Linked DNA regions of Rattus norvegicus: region 1 is linked to region 2. A link is a contact called in public Hi-C data. All regions are on one chromosome and are shown on one strand. The core of a region is the stretch at or near the end of the contact, and the rest is flanking DNA. Distances in the headings are between cores, read along the strand shown.

Region 1 (4,469 bases), core at 956-3,455, 390 kb after region 2:
AGAACTAAAAATCTAATGGGTTGGGGATTTAGCTCAGTGGTAGAGCCCTGGGTTTGGTCCCCAGCTCCGAAAAACAAAAAACAAACAAAAAAACCCAAAAAACCTAAAAATCTAGTTTTTATCCCAGAGCTGCTTCAGTCAAGCTACAGGAACAAAGAATTGATAAACTCCAAATGGGAAAGGTGAGTTTTTAAAGAAATCATCTTAAAACAATTCAGCCTCCATACTGGAAAAAATAAGCCTTGACTCCTACCTCACACAGTATATGGAAATTAATTTAAAGGGGATCAGAAAGTGAAATGTAAAACCCGAAATTTTAATTACAAGACAACACAGGAGACTAACCCTGTGCCCTGGGACTATGTGATGGTTTAATAGTTACAATACAGAAAGCATTGGTAAGAAAGAAAAAGTTTGGTCATCTTAATTCTGCCCTAAGAGATCATCAATAGAATAAATAGCCAAGGTACAGACTGGGTTCTCGAATCAAGGACATGTAACAGCCCAACAAAAAAATAGAAAAAAAATCACAAAGGAAATACAATCAGAGGGCACAAGCAAACACTCAAGTGTTCAATGACATTAGTCATCAGGAAAATGCAAATTAAAACCACAATAGATGCCGTCACACACCCACCAGAATGGCTAAAATTAAAAGGACTGACAGCAGCGTGCTCTGGGAGGAATGCAGAAGCACCAAGCACTCACCCATGAGTGCTAGGAGTACAGACAGCACAATCATCCCAGAAAAATGGCTAGCCATTTCCCATGGAAACACTAACAAGCCTAGCAATTCCGCTTACTACCCAAGAGCAATACATACACTTAATCACGAAAAGACTTGTACAAAAATGGTAAGGGTTGTATTAATAAAAAGCTGCAAGCAGCCCGTATCCAGACAGAAGAATGGATACAGAATGTGGTCCATACACAACTGTGGTCCATGTACCCAGTAGAACACTGCTTAGCATTAAAAATGAACAACCCTGGATTCACCGAACAACACTAGTGAACCTCAAGCAACAGTCACTGAAAGACCCCTCCACAGGAGACTAGATGATTAACAGCTCCATTATGTAAAGTTCTACAGTGGGTTTAATTCATGTATGGTGGGTTAAAAAACACAAAAACTGGGCTGGAGAGATGGCTCAGTGGTTAAGAGCACTGACTGCTCTTTTAAAGGTCCTGAGTTCAAGTCCCAGCAACCATGTGGTGGCTCACAACCATTGTTAATGGGATCCGATGACCTCTTCTGGTGTGCTTGACTGAAGAAAGTAACAGTGTACTCACATTAAATAAATAAATTAAAAAAAAAAAAAAAAACACAAAAACTACCAGAATTGCCAATACTAGGAAGAGAAAGTGAGGATTTTCTGGAGGAAAAGAAAGTAACTCTGGTGAAAGAAATCCTCTCCATCATTTATCTGCTTTCACAGGCTCTTACTAGGAAGCACAGGTTGGCCTCAAATTTGAGCTCCTTCTGTTTCTGCCTCCTGTTTGTTGGATTGCACTGCAGCTGTTCATGTTCTGAATCTTTTTTTTTTCTTCTTTTTTTTCGGAGCTGGGGACCGAACCCAGGGCCCACTGAACTAAATCCCCAACCCCTCATGTTCTGAATCTTAACAGTGGTTTTGTTACATACGTCTGTCGAATTCAATCAAGGGTATGTTAAGTATGTGTGTGTTCTGCTCACCTAAAGGGAAAACACTAAGCGAATGCTAGTTTACACAATGCATGGCAATGCACGTGGGGAAGACCGTGGAAACTGCCAGTTGCTTCCAGACCTCTGGAGGCTGCTTTTTGCTTCCTTCACAGCCTAGGCGAGAACAGGAATTCACTTTGGGGTTTGGTACCCAGCATTGCCTTGCGTCCTAGCTTTCCCAAGATGTGTAAGGACACAGGAAATTTACAGCCAGTGATGGGGGGGAGGGGACGACAGGACATGGAAATGAGTTTAAAATTCCACAGGGAAAAGTGTGACTCATGCCTCCTGGATGGGTAACTACCCTTTTAAATTGTACCTTGTGAAAACAGCCAAGGAACACTGAATATAAAACTGCTTCTGGGCAGAGCTGATTAAAAAGGAATAAAACTCCATTAAGAGCTTGCTCTGAGTTATCTGGCAACAGTCGCACTCTGGTGAATGGGTGACTCAGATCCCACTGTGGTCTTTCTCCAAAGTGGTGGTTTTATGGGATGACAGTCATTGGTAATTGGTGCTCTCTGGAGACCTGAAAAGGCTCCGTCTGGCTGATGGGCTGAGTGATCAGTACTGGCTTCCTTCAACAGCCTTCACAGTGGCAGGCCTGTGCTGTCCTTGAGCAGCCTCCTGTTCCTTCACTTTCTGTCTGCAAAGATTTCAGACTTCCTGCTATCAACAGGCCACAAATAATAACCAGGCTCACACTGGTTTAAAATCTAGTCCTAAACTTGTAAGTAAAAACAAACCAAACCTTTTTTTCTTTTTCTTTTTTTTTTTCTTTTTTTCGGAGCTGGGCACCGAACAACAAACCAACCTTTAATCACTTGGGTTAGACACAGGAAGACCAAGAAAGGACAGATGAACTAATTAAAGTGTGGCCCTAAAGGATGTTTAACCTTCAACAATGGTGGCTCACCTGCTACCTCAAGATGTTGGCCTAGTTTAAAATGGCCCCTTGACAAACAGACATCCTACCATCCTGAGCAAATAGGTTTCAGTGCCACAGCTGAGTGGGGAGGTGACACCTGCCAGGCTCTGCAGTGAACCAGCTTCCATCAGAGTAGGTGGCTCTTCTGCAAAACATCTATTTTCCAAACATCCTCTCACAAGGTAACAGACAGGAAAGGCTGCCTACAGGCTCTGAAAAGAACACATCAGACCAAAACCAGTTTTCCTGGGCTGTTCTTTAATTCACAACGATGCTAACATCTGAAAAATCATTTTGTTTCTAGTTTAGTTCAGAAACTGCTACTTCAAATGACATAAAATTTCCCCTGAACACTTTATTATAGGGAGCCGTACAAAGAATTTACCTCAACAAAGCAAACTAAAGCTCACAAAGCGGCATTTTTCACACTGCCTCACAAAGTACAGAGACGGGGAGACCGACAGCAGCGACAGCAGCCGAGCGGGCTGCAGAGTGGAGCACCATGTTGTGGTGGCCCCCTCCACTTTTATTACTTCCTAAGAGCCACTCAGGAAATTTGCTGCAATGAAGACTCAAGTCAGAGGAACCATTCTTAAACTAAAAGCAGAGTGCCCTCTTGAGGCAAAGAACAGAAACAAGCCCATGCTGGCCCTGGCCAGACATCTGCAGTAGAGACTTTCTTCCCTTGGGGACTTTTTTGGGCAAAGACATCGTGATCCGAATAGAGTAAGTTCTAACAAAAATAGATGACTTATGGTCAAATACTATGGGGCACCAGAACTGCAGCAAGACTGCGGGCACTTGGACTGATGACAAAGCCGTACCACAGAAACTCTCCATATGCTCATCCAGCCTGCTCCACAGAGGCCCAGGACTCAAACCCTACATGGAAAAGCTCAGAGCAAACTTATAGAGGAGGTATGCTGAAGATAGCTATAGCTGAACTCCACATGTGTAAACACACACACACCTTCAACATATGAAACCTGTGTTGAGAAGAGGGGTCTATATGTACATAAGCTTGGGAAGATTTATTTACCTAAATTATTTTACAGTCTTTTACTTATTTTTAAATTTGTTATTGTGCGTGTATGAACATGTGTATGTGATGGCACTTGTGTAAGGCAAAGGCCCTCTAACCTGTGCTGCTGAGCCACACACACTAGGCTAGCTGGCCCTTAAGCTTCCACGTGACCCTTCTCTATCTCTACAGCAGAAAAGCTGGGATTACAGGTACACGGCACGGATAACCCAGCCACGTTTACAACTGGTGTGCGTTGTGCATGCCTGCAGGTGAGTGAGCAGAGGACAACCTCAAGCTCATTCTTAAGTGGGATTCAATGGTATTGAAGACAACAGTGCTAGGAGTTTTAGAGGTGAAGGAGGTCATCTGGGAACCCTGAGTTGCTGCTGCCATTACATCTTGGAGCTGTGATGAAGGGTACTTCCCCCAAATCATACTTTATCTAAGGTATAATATGACTCATGAGTGAGTTGGGTCACATCATTTCTCCTCTTGATGAGGCTTTACTAAGCATGACTCATACTCAAGAATGATCAGGGTTTTGAATGAACAGTAAAAATAGATGCCATCTTTTCTGGTCACCGAGGTCCCTGTGGGGACAAGACACACCTCCTAAGTCTAGATTCAGGAACAGAGGTAATTTACCTGTCATTTATCAGTCAAACAAAAGTATTTGCTCGCCACATGTTGTTCCAGAGGATAAGTCCTTTCTGCAGCTCCTCAGGCTACTCCGGACATTTATTTAAATTTAGGAAATATCTTTAGACAAATAGAGAGGCATGACCTCAGCTCCAGGAGGTAACCCTACCAAGGTC
Region 2 (4,488 bases), core at 1,578-4,077:
TAATGACCTGTCTTCCTGCTTCCCTTTGAAAACTGCCAGAAAATTCCCTCCAGCTCCTACCCTCACTACTCCTGTGTAGTGTCCTCATGTCCTCTTATGGTGGAAGAACAACCCCGTGGTGGGGCACTGGGACCTGCTCAGGACACTGCAACAGCACTCTTCCCTCTATCCACTCATTCTCAACAGAATAAACACACTATTTCCCCATATTAAAAAAAGTGACAAGCTGGGTGTACTGGAACACGTCTTTAATCTCAGCACTTGGAAGGCAGAGGTAGGCGGGTCTCTGAGTTTGAGGCCTGCCTGGTCTATACAGTGAGCTTCAGGACAGCCAGGGCTATATAGAGAAACTTTGTTTCAAATGAATGAATGAATGAATGAATGAATGAATGAATATATAAATAAATGTCAGGCTGCTTGCTGCCAACCCAGAGATCCACAAGTTGTACTCTAACCTTCACATGCACACTGTGGTGTGCGCATGCCCACTTTCAACCCACTAAATAATTAAGGATAATAATTTCTCTTCAGCGAATTTCTTGCCTTTTCTTTACTGAAAATCACATCTCAGGGTCTTTATTTATTTATTGTTTTTCGGAGCTGGGGACCGAACCCAGGACCTGCTAAATCCGTTAAGAGTTGAATGGACACAAAGCCCTCAGCTTGCCTGTCTGACCAGCAGCAGGAGTCATGGAGTCATGCTCCTGTTTGGCAAACTTGTCACTCACTTTGCTGCACATGTGGATGATCCTTCTCCTCCTCTCCTCATGTTCCCAACTCCCCAGTGGTGGTGTCCAGGAATGAGTTTCTGGATTCTTTGTCTTTATGTGATGCTACTAGCTATTAAGTATCATCTGTATGTGCTTGTGTCTCCTCTCCCAACTGGTGTAGCTCTGACCTCCCTTCCTGAACACTCAGACTGGGATCTACTGCTATTTAGAGGTCAGGCATAGAATGTGGCATATCTGATCACTGATCCAGTCTCTGTCTGGAGTCTTCTCCATCTGTTATGATCGGTCTAATGTTCCTAGGTTCTCAAGGCCCCACTCACCGTCCCTGACTCCTTTGGACACCCTGGCATTGCAGCTTGGCAGCTCTGCAACAGAACTGTCTCCTATAAAATACGGTTCTCTCCTATGCCACAAGCTCGTCTTGTTATGCTAACGGTGGGATTGGTGCAGTTATATTCTTCCACTTCAATAAAAAGAAGAGCCAAGGGACGGGTCTGGGGTAGGTGGCCAGAGTCCTTGACTATTCAGACCTAGATTTTGTCACTTGTTAAGGGACACATTTGCTGTTTACAGATCTTATGTACAGTATAGTTTTCTGCTCAGCAAATGAAGAAGAGATATTCCTGTCCTCTGTTGCTGTGCAGAAGGAAGTCTTCAGTAAAGCGCTGTTCCTTTGTGACTTAACTGGCTCTGCTATGGCAGCTTTCCCCCTCTAGTGTTCTGCACGCCCCCTGTAAGGCTTGAACGCAATGTGAAAGGATTATGTGATGGCTGGAGGGATGGGTCAGTGGGCAGAGCCTTTGCTGAGTGACCCTGATGACCTCAGTCTGATCCCTGAAGCCCACATGAAAAGTTGGATTGTAGTGTGTCTGCAATCCCAGTACTCCCAAGGTGAGATGGGTGATGTAAGGCAAAGAATGACAGAAACAACAGAGACCCTGCAGGCTTCAACGAGGTGGATGGCACATGGACACACACACACACACACACACACACACACACACACACACACACACACACACGGACATGCACATGGACACTCCATGTTGGAACTGGAGAGGCAGCTCGGTGAGTACAAGCATGGATTACTGATCCATAGGCCTCTGACTGACTTCCTAGCACCCACATAGCAGCTGTAACTCTTCTTCTGAGGTCCTCAGAGGCTTTCTACATCTGATCTCTGTGGGCACCAGGCACACGCATGGTATATTTAACATGCACGTAGGGAAGACACTCATGCACACATATTAAGATCAATAAGAGATTTCTTTGCATGTGTCTCCTTGCTTCTTGCTTTATTTCCACAGATGGAGCAACACTGGGCCGTCATCCAAGTGCCAGGCATATACAGCCATCCAGTTTGGGACTTTCACCTTCTAGAACTGTATCCCATAGAAGCCCCCTTATAAACTGTCCAGCCTCAAGTGTTCTGTTATAGCAACAGGAACCAACTAACACACCATAGTCCCAGCAACCAACACTTTTTTTAAATTATATTTTTATTGGATATTTTATTCATTTACATCTCAAATGTTGTCCCCTTTCCTAGTTTGCCCTCCACAAACCCCCATCCCATCCCTCCTCCCCTGGCAGCAACTAATACTTTATCAAAAAATAATTGCTGATTTAATCTCTCATCATTTATATTCTATAACGTTCTTTGTACACTCATTCCTTATGGCAAAACTGGTTTCTTCCACATTTGCGCCCCCACCAACTTTGGGAAAAGCGGTGTATAGTGCTAAGTGTAGGAAGCGTACTCATTACAATGTAGCTTTGCAAGAAACTGTCGAAACTACCATTTTCTTTTTCTAACCAGTTTTACCTCATGGAGTATGGAGTAGGTGAATGAATGAATATATGTAGCTGAATAGTCATAGAGACTTGAAACATTTCCCCAAATAACTCACCTACAGACAAGAAAAAATAATATAAATATGACCCTTCCCTCTAAAGAAACCCAAAAGGATGTCAGCTAAAACAGACTCCTACTTGATTCCATCTTGTTTCTGGGAAACAACTATCCGTGAACTGGAGGAGGCGGAGGAAGGGCTTTTACATGGGAGGATTCAGCTTGCTCTCTTGAGTGCCTCTGGATTTGTTAATCAACTTTAACTAGAGTGAAGGCTCCAGGAAGGAAGCAATTTCCTACAGCCTGTGGCCCTGGGGATTTTCAGAAATGCTCATCCTCCCCCAGGACTTGGCCTTGTCATTATGACAGGCTCATTCAGATGGTCTTTGACCGACAGCTGCCCTCCACCGATGGCTGGCACAGACATGCATCACCACAGTTCCTTTAAACGGGCTCAACCATGTCCAATCTGTTGTTAGAGACAACTCCTCTCCGTCTGGACATATGGGAAAGCAGAAGCTGCCTCCAGACTTAGCGCATTCATTTATTTCCCATATTTAGCAAACAATTTTCTAACAAGTCTGCTATCAAAAAAATTCCTAAAATACATATGATTCGCTGATCCGTCTCATGTACAGTGTTTGGATATGTCTAGTGTATTTACGACACAGCAGTTCATCTAATAGTATTTGGGGGCTGAAGAATGCCCAGGAGTCCCATCTGATGTTAGACTGAGCAATCTACAGACATGGAGAGGATGAAGCATTAAGTCTCCGGTTGAGGAGCAGATGATGGTGACTCATTATGGACCTTAGCCAAGAGCTTCCTGTGTCCAAATATTTCAAAACACAAGTTTCTGACTGTGGGTTCTGCTTTTTTATCTAATTTTTTTTTTTTTTTTTGGTTCTTTTTTTCGGAGCTGGGGACCGAACCCAGGGCCTTGCGCTTCCTAGGTAAGCACTCTAACCACTGAGCTAAATCCCCAGCCCCGGTTCTGCTTTTTTAAATAAATGGCTTCACATATAATTCTCTCTTGTGACTACTACCTGGGAGTACACAGAGACCAGGTATCAGAGCTGTGTTCTCTTCTAAGGTCTCAGTATTTTCCTAAGGCCTGACCTCCTCCCCACGTGGCTGGATTTGCGGTGACAATGCATGCTGATGAGGACACATGCTTGACTAGACGACCAGAGAGGAAACGGAGCAGTTTTGAAGGAAAGTATGAAGAACTCAAGTTTCAAGATATGAACACAATGGAATAGAAACGGATTTAGTTTTGGTGGATTAAAAGGCCCAGGGGACCAGTTGTTCTTACTCAATTTCCATCCTGTCAACTGCTAGCATCACTGCCAACTGGCCAGCTCTATGAACTGTCCCATTCTTAATGGATTCCTTGGACCACTTCTCATTACTCATTCACTGAATGCTTTACAGCTTGTAGAAATCAGGTATATCTTCTACTGCTGTCCTAACAGATCATCACCACCACAGGGGTTCAACAACTCACATTAGCTGTGGTATAGTTCTGTAGCTCTAACGTTGAAGGTCTTAGGGGGCCTAAGTGAGGTGCCAGCAGTTCCATTCTGGAGATTAGGGTGGGGGTGACTTTATTCCTCATCCTTGTTAACTGTCACTGAAAGCTGTTCCCAGTGCATCCAGGGCAACCTTCTTCTATCTTTAAAGTCAGAGACAGTAGAGTAAGTCCTTGCAATATGACATCTTTTTTACTCTCTACAAGGCCAAGAACATCCTGTGATTTTTACCAAATCATGTTGACCAGACTGGGATCCCTCTGATACTCCAGACTGTCTCTCCAGTCATATTTGCAAAGACCCTGTGAAAGGTAATCTTGATTTTCAATGACAGACCTGGAAGGAGAAACCTCAATGGAGGGATTGCTATGGA

Evidence for each region. Hi-C and Micro-C count contacts between places; a contact is called where the count stands out from the background.
Region 1: a Hi-C map of frontal cortex shows a contact between it and region 2, with 1.9 times the contacts expected there. The contact joins two enhancer-like sites. A contact is called at or near these places in 2 of 12 Hi-C or Micro-C datasets (Schwann cells and frontal cortex).

Annotation. Positions count from the first base shown.
Region 1 is chr15:43,967,641-43,972,109 of GRCr8, forward strand. All of the region lies in intron 7 of Elp3 (elongator acetyltransferase complex subunit 3), which reads right to left. Among named protein-coding and RNA genes, the nearest start is that of Elp3, 22 kb to the right of the region's middle. Within about 2 kb of position 2,206, at least 8 of the 93 cell types and tissues checked have an H3K27ac peak or open chromatin away from gene starts, as enhancers often do.
Region 2 is chr15:43,581,019-43,585,506 of GRCr8, forward strand. No RefSeq gene overlaps it. Among named protein-coding and RNA genes, the nearest start is that of Fzd3, 81 kb to the right of the region's middle. Within about 2 kb of position 2,828, at least 14 of the 93 cell types and tissues checked have an H3K27ac peak or open chromatin away from gene starts, as enhancers often do.